2 separate regions of the Gasterosteus aculeatus genome follow, and region 2 is linked to region 1. The links are chromatin contacts, called in public Hi-C maps. All regions are on one chromosome and are shown on one strand. Each heading gives the region's core, a stretch centred on a gene start, on an enhancer-like site or on the middle of the called end of the contact. The rest is flanking DNA. Distances are from core to core; before and after follow the strand shown. Region 1 has its middle 8.5 kb from the start of LOC144383298. Region 2 overlaps LOC120825197 (BCL11 transcription factor A).

Evidence for each region. Hi-C and Micro-C count contacts between places; a contact is called where the count stands out from the background.
Region 2: a contact with region 1 is called in a Hi-C map of tail fin, with 1.9 times the contacts expected there. The contact joins two enhancer-like sites. A contact is called at or near these places in 2 of 6 Hi-C or Micro-C datasets (tail fin and whole body).

The regions. Positions count from the first base shown.
Region 1 is chr9:7,352,613-7,359,612 of fGasAcu3.hap1.1, reverse strand. No RefSeq gene overlaps it. Among protein-coding and RNA genes, the nearest start is that of LOC144383298, 8.5 kb to the left of the region's middle. Within about 2 kb of position 1,967, at least 3 of the 9 cell types and tissues checked have open chromatin away from gene starts, as enhancers often do.
Region 2 is chr9:7,427,435-7,434,659 of fGasAcu3.hap1.1, reverse strand. All of the region lies in intron 2 of LOC120825197 (BCL11 transcription factor A), which reads left to right. Among protein-coding and RNA genes, the nearest start is that of LOC120825197, 23 kb to the left of the region's middle. Within about 2 kb of position 2,234, at least 3 of the 9 cell types and tissues checked have open chromatin away from gene starts, as enhancers often do.

The DNA.
Region 1 (7,000 bases), core at 718-3,217:
CAGGACAATGCAAAATTTGATTTTGACCTGAGACGTTTGCTGCACGTCTTCTCTTTCCTCATGTTTCCTGTCTGTCATTGCGAATGCAAAAGGCTATAGGGAACCTCAAAATAACCTGAGAAATAATCTCAGTAACACTCATGCACAAACAAACAGACTGTCACACTCACACAGACGGACGGTCATCCCCTAGTCATATTTAGCCTTTCATGCAGCATCTCCTGTGCACCACACAACAGCTCCGCAGAGCAAAGCGATGATCTGTTCTCCACCCACTACATATTTTTCACAGGAAAGAATACCACAGCGATACAAAAAGCTAACTCCTCACCACCACTGGCCTAGTCATCCTGTTTTAGGGGTGGCTTTAAAGCATGTCACAAGACCTCATGCATAGTAAACAGAACGGCCTCCATGGCTGACTGGTGAGCAATTTGCCTCGTAGATTGCCTGGCCCCGGGGCCTTGGAGCTATGTTTATGTATGAGCCCTCCTGTTTCATATGTATCGGCCCCAGATCATTTTCTACCCATCGAACCCCCCCCACCCCCCTTCTTGTCTCCCTGGCAGAACTGATGGCGTTCACATACAGACAAAAGCACACACAGAAACGCACACGGGACGGTGTGCACAGAAGAACACGCACATACATGCATGCATATGGAGAAACACATATAAGCGTTAACGTTAAGAGTGATGACCTGCACAAGGGGTGACTCAGTCCCAGCGGATTACACTATTGTCAATACAAATAGAAATTTACAATACATGTGTTGTGGCTGCTGCTGCTTACCGTAGCAGTTGCGCCTTGCAGCTTGAGCGGAGACGTATTAAGAACATCTTGTCTCTGAAGGTGTTTTCATCCTCACGTTGGATTTTCTTTACCACCGTTGACTGTATTTTCTACCTTAAACAAACAACTTGCATTCCGCGATGAGCTCTCTGCGTCACCACCACCGCTTCATAACACAAAGCCATTGTCACATGTAAATAAATAGATTTTTAAGCATGTGTCAAATATTATTCGAATTTCCTGATGTCGTTGGCATATGCCGCGAGACCGCATGCAGAGAGACAATTACATGTGTAAGATGAGAGTCCGAGTTCATTAACCCTTCATCAACCCCTCTGTTATCCCCCATCCTCCATATTCCACATTTAGATCTTTGCTGGCTCTCTCGTTCATCGTTTCAACCCCCACCCTCCCAATCTCCGTTTAATGCAAGAACGCCTAGGTTTTAAAGATGCACAAAGCTCATCTTGAACAGACAAAAGTTGCTCAATGTAAAACCAGCTTAAGAAAAATATACGCCATCAAAAGTCGGGCCGAAGATGTCCTCTATGTGTCAGCTAAGGGCGAAGCATCTCCAAAGGGCCCAAAATGTAATGGGTTTCACAGGACACAATTTGTTTGATATGAAATGATCCTCTGCAGACACAAAGTGGCCCCCATTAGGGGCCAAGCAGATTAGCACAGCCCTCTGAGGGTCCGTGGCTCAGTGTCAGTGGTGGAGGACTCTTCTTATCTTTCATTAAGCGCACACAGCAGGGCGGATTCACCAGCCCAGGAGGGGAGAAGGGAGGAGGGGGTGGGTTGAGAAAGAGAGAGAAAGGAAGAAGTGGAGGGAAACAGAGATTGGAGGCGTTTAAAAAATCATTTCCACATATCATAGCCCCATCTCTAATTCAGTGCTAGAAGGGAAGGGGCCTCGGGGAATGCGCAGCATCTTTCTCTTCAAATGCCAAAATTGACCAGCAGGCAAAGAGGAAATGAGGCAGAACACACATGCACACATACACGGACACACTTGTATGCACACAGATACACTCTTGAATACAGACAGGTTGGATAAATGCACAGGCAGAAAAAGGAAAACCCATAAGCAGCCACCAGCATAACGCGCTCACACATGCCAAGTCTTGAATACAGCCAAACACAAACTGTAAAAATGAGACCTACTCAGACTCTCACAGGGGAATACCACTGTTGACGCACACACATCCACACACCGCGGTGATGGCAGCACGCCATGCGGGTTCATGCCTAATCTGTGTTTGTTAATGGTTGGCGTGTGCTAATTACTGTCACCGTGCACCAGGGGCCTTTGCTGGCCAATCACCAACTAAACTAGCCCCTGACCGGCCAATCGCTAGCCGGTCTAGCCTCTGAACCAAAGGGGCTTCTGGGAGACGGGGGCTTTCAGCGGCGGTGAAATTGGCCTTGGAACACTCGTCTAATGTTGGATGGTATGTATGTGTGTGTGTGTGTGTGTGTGTGTGTGTGTGTGTGTGTGTGTGTGTGTGTGTGTGTGTGTGTGTGTGTGTGTGTGTGAGAGAAGAGACGGAACGAGAGACATGGTCAACGTGTGAGAGCAATGGAGGGATTCGCTTCCGCGTGTGTGCACATGTGGCACTATGCGCATGTGAGCCTGTCTGACTATGAAAACAAGGCCTGAATGTGGGCCAAGTCAACCACTCTGCAGGCTCAAAGGCAGCAGTAATCCAGTGTTGACATGGTAAAAGCCATGAGCTTAGTGTCAATTAGATAGAAACAATATGCTTACTCTTCTGGAGTAAGTGGATAGTACCTTTTAAGCAAAGCAAACCAAGCAGTACTAGGTTACAGGCTGTGAAACTGACCAGTCCTCATGTTTTAAATTCTAACACCATACTGTATATTGTTCAGCTTGTTTGCACTAGTTTGAAAATTACACTCACGGCAGCGACAGCCATCAACGACGGGTTTCCCCACCATTTTGTGCTGGTTTCATATTCTACCCTCAGAGGCTAGTTGGCCTTATTATATTTCAGTCACTCAGAATGGGTTTCTGGGCCATGACAATCTCAAACCATGCAGGCCACCATCTTTCAGCGCTGGTGAAAGAGGAGAGATACAAAGGGTGAAACCATCTCTGACATTCCTGGAATGGCCCCGAAGCCATACAAGGGAGGTGGTGCATGTGTGCATGTGTGTGCATGCATACAGTACGTGTGTATATTTGTATAAATGGCTGCTTTGCTTCTCTGATAATGCCATGGTACCAGCTGAGGCCAGAGGGTGTGAGGGGGTAGAGGATCATGTGATTGGTTGATGCGTTACGCCATCTTAAATGATTGCGAGAGTCCATTTACAGCAGTCGCCTACTGATGCTGCCCCGGAGGGGAATGAGGCACCTGCATGTAAACAAGCCATGTATTTAAAGGTGCAGTACATGTATGCAGTTAAATAATGATCCTTTTTACAGATAGTCAAATAGGCAACAACCTAGATCATAGTATACCAAACATACAAAAGATAGCAAAGGATACATTAAAAAGCAGTTGTAGTTTTAGTCAATCACACAGAGGTTTTTCGGAGGGAGGGGGCGTCTACGGAGAACAAAAGCTGCAGCAGCATAGCCGTGGAGCGGGTGAGGAAGGAGGGAGGCTGGTCATGGAGGACTTTTTGAGTGAAAAGAAGGACCTTGAATTGCATCTGCTGCTCTCTCAGCACTCGATATGCACAGACTGGCTGCAATCAGTTCACATTTCTAAAAAAATACACACTGACTTTTGGGGCGGGCTAGCGGCATGGCGTTATCCATGTTGATGTTTGTTCGTCCATCAAATTTGGCCAAGACCGAACCACCTCAAAAAACTACGAGCTGGATTGCGAAAGACATTCACGTTCCTCACAGCAGGAAACCCACCCTAATTTTACTCTAGCGCCACCAGCAGGTCAGACATTTCAATCGCAAAAACTTGGATATTATTGACTTCAGCAATGTCATGAAGTTGACATTTTTGATATTTGGATGAATACCCTGCATTCACTTTCCCCCCACAGTGTCCAGAGAACGAGTAATGTCTTTGGCCTACTGTGGAATTTCCCTCTGGCACCTCTACAACATTCGTCCGTGTGGTTTCCAGTGGATGTCCCAATACTTTCAGATGGTCCGCCATGAAATTTGATAAACTGGATTAATGGATTAACTAATCACCCAACTCATCTGCTAGCTCTGAAGTGTATTTGTTCAATCACTACTAGATACCTGTAAAATAAATAAATTGGTAATTCATAACTTTTTTCATGAATAAATTACAACACTTTGTCCAAATTGTTATAATCAACTTAAAATACGATTCTCAACATATTAAACGATTTACCTGCATTGTCCTTGCAAGCTTTAACATAGCGCAGATGTTAGGATTCAGCTCCAAACACAGTACAGCCTCACAAAGCTGCTACCAGAACTGTAGACTTTTGTTAAACAGCATTTCAGCTTTCTCCTCCAAGAGTAAAACTACATACGAACGGTTCGTTTTTCCTCCAAACCAATTGATGATGTTTGGTCTGATGGGAAACACGGTGCCACCTATATTTCTAAAACAACGGCAATGTATTTGTACAAAAATTATTTCTTCAGTTGTGCTACAACCCCTACACTTCTATGTACCGGTCACCCAGTCCACCCATCTAATTTTTACCTCTTTTCTGAGCTGCACTCTTGCCTCCATGAATACTCAAGCTTGGCAGGTCTCCTAGTCAACGCATTGTTTGCTTAAATTGAAAGGTTGGAAGCGGGAAGCCAACTAATGTGGCAAACCACTTCAAAACCACTTTTCATCTTTCTTTTTTTATCAGGCTCCATCATTTCCATTCGCCATGCAGCGGGAGGCGGCCCTTTCATGTGAGGGGAAGGAGGGCAAAAGAGAGAGACAGCCGAGAAAAAAAGAAAAAGGACATAGAAAGATGGTGATGGTGATGGCATCAAGATGATTATATGTGAGCAGGTCTTAATGACTTCTCTCCTTCTGACTCCTCTCCGCTTATTATCCGACCAAACAGCCTGCCGCCTTCCATGGTGGCTCCCATTGAAAATCTTACCCACAAAGAGAAGAAGCGAGTTGCACTTTGCTTAACAATAGGTGAAGGCTTGCAATGCTTGCCTTGAGAGCCCGGCCACCGCATTTACGAGTAACCTTGTCAGGGTTTTTAAGCGCGGTAGTAAGATGATATGTTGCGGTCTAACAGTGAGACTCTAGTTATCTGCAATCCAAAATGTGGAGCCAATTTTCTTCCAAAAAGGCATGGGACAAACCATGAAAGCACATGCAATGTATATCTGCATCCATTCATCTTGTCAGGGTTGAGGGAAGGCAGGACTCAGACGCAGACTTGCGGGAAACAAAAGACTTTAATAGTCAAAACGCAGGAACCGGGAGGAAAACCAGCAGGCAACATGTGAGACGAAAGACAATGACGCGACAAGTGACACAGGAGACACACTGCTTAAATACACAAGGGAGGTGCAGGTGATTGGACACAGGTGGAAACTATTAGAGGAACACAGGGGATGACGAGACAAGGCAGGAAGTGAAGTTACCCAGGGACACGAGTGGCAGAAAACTACAAAATAAGACAGGAAGTGAACCACACCGTGACAGTACCCCCCCCTCAAGGGCCGACTTCCAGGCGGCTCACACTAGAGCGAAACAAGGGGAGGGGGGGAGGGAACCCCGAGACGTTGGTCGGACCACCCGGGAAACTCTGGCGGGCGGCCCGGCGGGCGGCCAGACGAGCGGGGAGCCTCTGGGGGTCGGCCCGGCGGGCGGCCAGACGAGCGGGGAGCCTCTGGGGGTCGGCCCGGCGGGCGGTCCTTTCGCCGGTTCCGGAGCGGTGACCACAGGGCACGGAACGTCTCAGGAATGGCAGGCTCTGAGAAACGGGAAACGTCCGGGGTAGTAGTCGTCGTCGGCAGCTCGGGGACACGGGAAACCTCCGTAGCGAGGTCCAGCTCGGGGACACGGGAAACCTCCGTAGCGAGGTCCAGCTCGGGGACACGGGAAACCTCCGTAGCGAGGTCCAGCTCGGGGACACGGGAAACCTCCGTAGCGAGGTCCAGCTCGGGGACACGGGAAACCTCCGTAGCGAGGTCCAGCTCGGGGACACGGAACACCTCCGTAGCGAGGTCCAGCTCGGGGACACGGAACACCTCCGTAGCGAGGTCCAGCTCGGGGACACGGAACACCTCCGCAGTCTGCTCCAGCTCGGGGACACGGAACACCTCCGCAGTCTGCTCCAGCTCGGGGACACGGAACACCTCCGCAGTCTGCTCCAGCTCGGGGACACGGAACACCTCCGCAGTCTGCTCCAGCTCGGGGACACGGAACACCTCCGCAGTCTGCTCCAGCTCGGGGACACGGAACACCTCCGCAGTCTGCTCCAGCTCGGGGACACGGAACACCTCCGCAGTCTGCTCCAGCTCGGGGACACGGAACACCTCCGCAGTCTGCTCCAGCTCGGGGACACGGAACACCTCCGCAGTCTGCTCCAGCTCGGGGACACGGAACACCTCCGCAGTCTGCTCCAGCTCGGGGACACGGAACACCTCCGCAGTCTGCTCCAGCTCGGGGACACGGAACACCTCCGCAGTCTGCTCCAGCTCGGGGACAAGGAGCGTGGGGCCGGTACTGGTCGGGTCGGGGGCATGGAGCGTGGGGCCGGAACTGGTCGGGTCGGGGGCATGGGTGAGAGTCGGGGCGGCCCAGCGGGAACGGGAGATCGCTGCGGCGGCCCAGCGGGAACGGGAGATCGCTGCGGCGGCCCAGCGGGAACGGGAGATCGCTGCGGCGGCCCAGCGGGAACGGGAGATCGCTGCGGCGGCCCAGCGGGAACGGGAGATCGCTGCGGCGGCCCAGCGGGAACGGGAGATCGCTGCGGCGGCCCAGCGGGAACGGGAGATCGCTGCGGCGGCCCAGCGGGAACGGGAGATCGCTGCGGCGGCCCAGCGGGAACGGGAGATCGCTGCGGCGGCCCAGCGGGAACGGGAGATCGCTGCGGCGGCCCAGCGGGAACGGGAGATCGCTGCGGCGGCCCAGCGGGAACGGGAGATCGCTGCGGCGGCCCAGCGGGAACGGGAGATCGCTTCTTCCGCTTGCTCCTCCTAGGGTTAAGGAGGTCCCGGAGCTCGAGGCAGGCGAGCTGATAGCTCCTGGGACCAAAAACACAGTCTGTTTTC
Region 2 (7,225 bases), core at 985-3,484, 75 kb before region 1:
GTCCCTCTTTGTCTCCTTTCAGCTGCTGTCATCATTTTTCCTTGGTTAAACGTTACCAAATATAAAGAGTCCTCGTAAAAAAAGAGAATTTGTTGTGGTGCAGCACATGCTCGCACCTTTACAGCGCAACACACACATGTTTACTTAAACCTGATGACCCAATCAAAATAGTTCTTGCACCCCCCCACCACCTCCCCCTTTGCCGCCCTCCTTTTTTTCTGCTTCTCTGCTCCGCCCTCCCTCCTTCCCTCCCCAGGGTAGGTCGCTGTAGCCCCCCCTATAAACACAGTGATCTATAGGAGCCCTAGACCCAGACAGATTTTTGGCACGGCTGTGCAGGTAGCATTCCAGCACGGTTTGAGATCTTAGGGCCTTAGCCTCGTTAAAAGCCTGATTTATGCTGTACAGCTGGGCACAAAGGAACCTACAGGTTGGCTACCTTAATGAATATCATGCTCGCTACCGCTCGGACCTGTGCATGTTCCTGACACACCTTTTAGGGAGAATAAGTGGAAGAGTCCACGTGTTGTATTTTCAACAGCCTGTCGGCGGTGTGGTCGTGCAACCGCACTGGAACTGAAAAGACACACGTTTAAAATGATTCTTAGAGCGACACAAGGCGAAACGTGCCATAGATATCAATTTACATTTTGTCTTCTTTTGGAACGCAGAGGGAATACGGCTCAGGGCGTTAACTTTCTGCGCTGCACCGGGTCCTATTATCCACCATTTCACCCGCCTCTCTTGGTTGCTGTGGCGGCTGATCAGAGCACGTGTCTTCAATTAGTAGGCTGAAATCTGGTACAGGGAACCTCGGAGGTGAAGAATGGTGTGGAGCTCGGCCTGCCGTCGCCAAGCACATGGCCCATTCATCTTACAAACTGTTATTGATGGCAAACTTTACCTGCAGGTATTAACTGGCTTGTGTCACTGGGAAAGGAGATGTTTGGGGCAAAACAACGTGTCATAAAGGCGAGGCCCTGGTTGGTATCACGCCTCTTTGTAGTCCTACCAGTTCTAGAGTCAACTTCTTGCACTGTGCAGAACAGTAATGAAATAAACATTCGTGGCTCACTGTGGATATCTGACCACTTCCCCGCGCTGCCTTGTCTGTTCGTGCTTCTTTGAAGGGGCTGAATTAGGGCTGAACAGGAGGGCTTTTTGCAATTTTAATAAGGATTTGGAAAGCGTCTGGGTTGAGAAGTGGCCCAGCAATATTATTTCTTTGATGAATAAATAATGGAAGGGGAATGTAGGGTTGGCTGAATGGATGTTGGTGGGGGAATTGCGTTCTCCATGTTAGTGGCTGTGTCCTTGTTACAGCATCAGGGAATGTCTCAGACCTGACTTGTTAAGACATTTCAGGTAATTTAACAAATTAATAAAAACGTAAAAGAAAAAAATGGTGAACTTGTGATACAATCGTCTTTCATCCAAGTCGGAACTGCGGTCCCCGCATGTCCAAGCATATCTTTCTCGACTCCCTACTTCTCAGTATCTAAGGAAATTGGATTTGTGAGCTGCAGCTGACCCTTAGATACCCCTTGATCCAAAGAGTCCGGCTATTGATGCTCCCTTAACCACTCGACCACCGTGTGCACAGTCACACACAGCAGATGGGACGCGTGTTAAACCCTCAGCCTCCACCGCTCCGGGCCACGGGACACTCCAACACACTGGCCCTCTTGTTTCAAAGTGCCATGTCCCTCCACGATGTCTTGAGGCTCGCATGCATAACGAACTGCTATGGTTGGCCCGAGCTCACATGCCCTGGTCCTCTCACCCTGGGGTGGTAGGGCAGGGTGAAAAATAACTACATGTTTATAACCGCCCTTGTTCACCAGCTAAATGACGGCCCATGCTTCAGAGCTTCTGGGGCTTTTGGGAGCGAGTTCAGAAACAAAGAATTTAGGTCCAGCTTGGTGGTTACTTTGTGTTTCTTAACAGTTCTCTACTTCCACTTAAATAACCGGTTATGACAATGGGGTGTTTTAGTAGTGATCCAGGTGCATTCGAAAGCCCAAACCCCAGAAACAAAGACCCCCCAATCCACTCCACCTCCGGCTCCGTTTGGAGATTAAGATAATGATGGAGTGTCTTTCCCTGTTTGGCCCGCTCTCATTTTCCTTTTGCTCTACGTGTCTCACTTTCTCTGGAAATATTATTTACAGTGACAGAGCACCCCCAGGCAAAGGTAGGAGGAGAAAAAGAAAAGAACTTGTACACACCGGCCTAATGGATTTTGAGATGTGCCCGGCACTAAATGAGTGGGCGGAGAAGATGAGAGGTGTACCGTGGCACAGGTGTTAAGGTACTGTGACTTTCAGCTGTTAGGGAAAGAACAATTTGGAGAAACAAATTGTGTGGGTATTTCAGAGTTAAAAAAAGAAAAAGGAGAGGGAGAAACTGTGTATGGTGGCCGGTGTAAGTGTGTGAGATTGTGAAAGACCCACTTTAACCTCTTTCAGTGCGGCCATCAGGGTGTTGAGGAAATAGCGTGATAGAAGGAGGAGTAACAAGGGAGCATGCAGGCTGCATGAGGGACGGAGAAAGAGAGAGAGGGTATGACTCTATCCTCCAGACAGGCTGGAGTGTTTACTCAGTCCAGACACACCGTGTGTGTGTGTGTGTGTGTGTGTGTCCGGACTTTCATGAGCTCAGAGATACCCTGACTGCAGGTCTGGGCCTGCAGATCAAGCAAAGTCACTTCCCATTCTTCCTATTCAACTTTTTTTCCCTCACTTGCTCACTGCTTTTTTGTTCATCCCCAGCTTTTGGTTGGATATTTCTTTTTACTTTACTGTTTTTGGCGCATTAGAGGATGTGAAAATCTTTGTCATAACTGAAGAGTTAAGTGGTGTTGTTAAGCACGCAATTAAGCACGATTGTTCATTCATACTGCTGCAACCTGCTGATGCTGGGAAGATACAAATTAAATAGATATATAACGAATCAAATCACGGCTTTTTATGAATTCCGATCCGCTGTTGATGAAACAACAAGATAAAACAGCATTGGTTTGAAACTTCCACAAGGTTATTATGTGTTCGTGTCTGAAATAGTTGATTTAAAGATGACAGTCCTGCCACACCAGTCTTATGAAGATGTCAGTCTGCAGTTTTTGCTTGAAATTATTTAATTCTTAACTCTGCATCCTGTGAAGTGTTAGTCACACTACGGCCTCAGCTGTGATTTGGTTCTTCATTTCCTTTGACATACAGTATGTAGTCGTTGTTTTCTGTGAGAATGTAACACCGACGGACATGCGGGCGTCTCGTGATTTCTGTTAGTGCCTCATGCTGCTCAGCCTTTTCACCAGCAAAGCTGTTGATTATCAGAGCTCTATAACGATGTGACTGAAATGTTTTCACTTCTTCACAGTCTTTTGTTTTCTGTCCAGCTCCTTGCACACGTGCCTTTATGAAAATGACCAAAGTGGGGGAACGGGGGGTACGGTCCGACGTAGGGCATTGTATGCTCCGGTGAAGCCAAATCACATTGTGGCAAATGGTATGCAGGCTCATAACGCGCTCCACTCATCCAACAGCCGCAGACTTACAGTTTTGACAGTGTCGAATGGCTGCCCCCCGGGGCCTTATCATCCATTGCTGCTTGCCTGCCTCCCTCTGCTGTTTCTGCTCTCCTGATGCTATCTAACTGGAGATTTATGCAGAAATGTGCAGCTAGTTGACCTCCCTCGTTCCCCTCCATCCTTTCTGCGGGGACGCCAGCCTGTCATAAGCTGAGCTATGCAGCGATAGTGAAGCGCAGGGTTCTGGCCCCATGTCTTACGGAGGCTTTCTTGTCCTTACGCTTCAAACTGGGATGAAGCTTGTACGGAAAGACGTTGACAGCCTGCATTTTGAAAATGAAGAAGAGAAAAAAAGTCTGTTTTTTGGCAGTCCATTGTAGTCCATTGAATTTTGTTTTATTATTTATTTTCCTCATTAGCCTATTTTGCTCTGTCCTCCTCGCTGAGCAGTAGTTTATTGAGACATATCTTTTATTTGACAGAACAATTTTCACATGTCCCCTCTGAAGTGCTCAGAGACTCCGCGCCCATCTGGGAGATTGCTCGAGTCCAAAAATACTCCTGCTTGATTAAGTCTTCTTATGTACCTGGATATGTGTGCTTAAACTGACACTTGGCAGTTTGCAGTTTCTTTGATTCATTTCTTTATTCTAATACCTACTCCGTTCAGCGCTGGCTTTTGTTGACGGCGGTTTGATCCTGCGAAGCGGATCCCAACTTAATAAATAATCTCCGCGGATGCTTACATAAGCGATGGTCCATTTAATTAGACTGGTTAAGCCTAGAAGCCCAGAGGTCTTTTCACGGTACCATTAGAGCTAGGATGAGAAACAACGGCGTGCGGCCTCCCACCGTCTCTCTTAAGCAGAGAGCAAATAATGATCTGCATCAGAGACACGGATTGCCGGGGCGATTATAAGGTCTGACGGACCTGGCCGCACCCAAGCACAAAGCCGCAATGGATGAATATATATACGCGGGGATAGAGACGCAAAGACACGGACACACGGACGTATGGATGGGTGGATGGGTGGTCAGTTCAAATGCAGTTCAACCGAGCAAAGATGAAAGGGAGTAAGGTTACGTAGGGAAACAGACAGGGTAGAGCGATGCTAATTCTAAAATGATTGTAGCAAGCGTAGTACATACTAATGTCCACACACACACACACACACACTCAGATGCAAGCATACATGGAAGTACAGAAATATGACCTCACTCACTAACAATGAGCATGCATGCTGACTAGAAACTCACACGCATGTAAAAGCGCATGCTTATGAAAAACACACTGGCAACGACGCACACTCACACGCAAACATATTGGTCTATTGTGCATGCGATGATTCACCATGATTGGGTGTCATCTGTCCAAAATGGATCCTTGCTGGCTAACATTCAGGAGAAGGGGAGAGAAATGGTCAGAAGCGCAAAAGCCACAGCCAGAAGATTACTTCATGCAAGAGATGTAGGCCATCAAAGACCACCGTGCAGCGTTATCTGGTGATCGCCATTCTTTCTTTTTCTGACTGCTTCACTCATGTCTACGTGTGTGATGTGTGACTCCAACACTAGAGCGGTGCAGGCCCCTGGTCCACAGGACACTTTAAAAAGTTGCGATTGGGTTCTGCTCTATTCCCTAGTCGTCTTTCCATTTGGTGCACAGCATTTCCTGCATCCGGCTTTGTCTCAGGAACAAGTGTTGGTCAAACAAGCCTTTTGTCTGTGGCCAGTGGCTAAGCAAACCACCACGAGTCTGGCCTGGGACAAAGAAGTGAGTGTATGAGCCCTGTTGTGTGTGTGTGTGTGTACGTGTGTCTTTGTGAGTGCAAGTACTGTCTGTGTGTGTGTCTGTGACATGGAACCACACAAACAGAGAGAGGTAGAGGAGTAGGGAGCGAGGTCAAGGCCAGCCAGCTGCTCTAATAGATATATTCACAAACAGATGCAAAAACTGATAAAACCCCTTCGGGCTATAACATGTATGAGACACCGATGAATGCAATGAAATAAAGCTGCTCTCACGCTCTACAGCCCCCGACGACGAGTGATTATAGTTCAATCCTTTTCCACTCAGACCTTCAAGTCAAGTGAAAGTCATGTACGACAGAATGGATTAAGGAGATGCAGGACACCACAGAACAGCTCTAATATATGCCTTGTAGAGCCTCCACAAGTTCCCCACCTTGTTCTTTAACTTGTCCTCTGCTGCTTCCCCCTTCGCCCCTGTCCAATTCCCGACTGTGAATACCCTAATGACATAAACAGAGTAGTAATCACATTAACGCCAGTTACGGCTGAGGCACTTAAGAGGCACTGCATTGACAACCCTCCGTCTTCCCAAGGCACTCACTCCAACACCTATAAACACTTATGAATATTGGCAAATACCCGCTATTTGCATAATCACTTTTCAGGTGCGTGTGACTGCGCCAGATAGCCAGGCAACCGATGGCTTTGGGAAATGGCGATGACATGGTGTGTCCCCCGTGTCTCCCGCCTCTGCGCCTCCCCTTCCCTCTTCCTCCTCTTGGAAGGCCTGAGAGCTAATCCTGTTAGCTTTTTCCTCCATTAGCTAAATGACCAATATCAGTGAGAGCTGCGTGGTCACACCAGGACGGCCTGAGTCTACCATCAGGCTTGGTGAAGGACAAAGCTAAAAAAAAAAAAACTGAGGTCAAGCCAAAGTCTGCAAGCTGTTTTGGATGTATGGCTGGAAAGTTTGAGAGTGTAGGGACACTTGATGGATGGTGGGTTCGATTGAGAGCTGGAGGGAGGATAGTTTTTTTCCTTAATGCATCTTTAACCAGTCAAGGTCATTGTTGTGGCTTTACTTTGTCCCGTGGGGACGAAAGGAGATGGGTTTGATATGGTTTCTCTGCGTGTGTGTGTGTGTGTGTGGTTCTTGAGGAGATTGCGTGTGAGACTTGATTTGGGGGTTGGGACACAAGCAGCAGAGCATTGCATGAGCAAAGTTTGCATTATGCCTCAGCCCTCTAGACCGCTTGTCTGTATTGGTTCGTCTGGGACAGTGAAGATGGTTTCAGCAGCGCAGGATGACCCGATCCGCCGTTCAAGGTGCCTTCTTTTCCCAACTGCCCGTGTGTCAGTTGATCCTTTGCTTTTGCTTTAGCCAGGGATCATATTCTCTTCCTGGTCCGTTAGACACTGGCCTCCCCCCTGCTTTGTGTTGTAACGTGCTGAAATGGCTTTGAAGGAGTTGTTAACGCCCCTCTCTTCTACTTTGACTGCTCTGCGTCTGTCTCTCTGTGCTCTGCCTCTTTAGTTCTTATATTTCTCTTTTTCTGCTCCTGATCCTCCTGCCATCTCGCTCTTCTCCTCGATGCTTTCTGCCCTCTCTCCCTCAAAGTCCCCTCTTTCAGCCCCTGCCATATAATGGCAGCTAAGGGGTTGTCAGTGTGGTTTCTCCTCTCTGCTGATCCTATTTCAAAGGGACCTGGAGATTCAGCATTAGCCCGAGCTCTCCTGCTCTCCACAGACTTAGAGTTAATGGAAGGAGAGAAAAACAGACGGACAGAGTGAGAGGGAGCTCTCCTTTATTCCATTAGAGGACAGACTCGTTTATAAGAGCATCCTTTCTCTCTCGCACCGTTCTCTACTCTTCTTACTTGCAAAGATAAAAAAAAAAAAGAACTCCCAACGGCGTCAAATGCCCTGTCGCAACGCCATTTT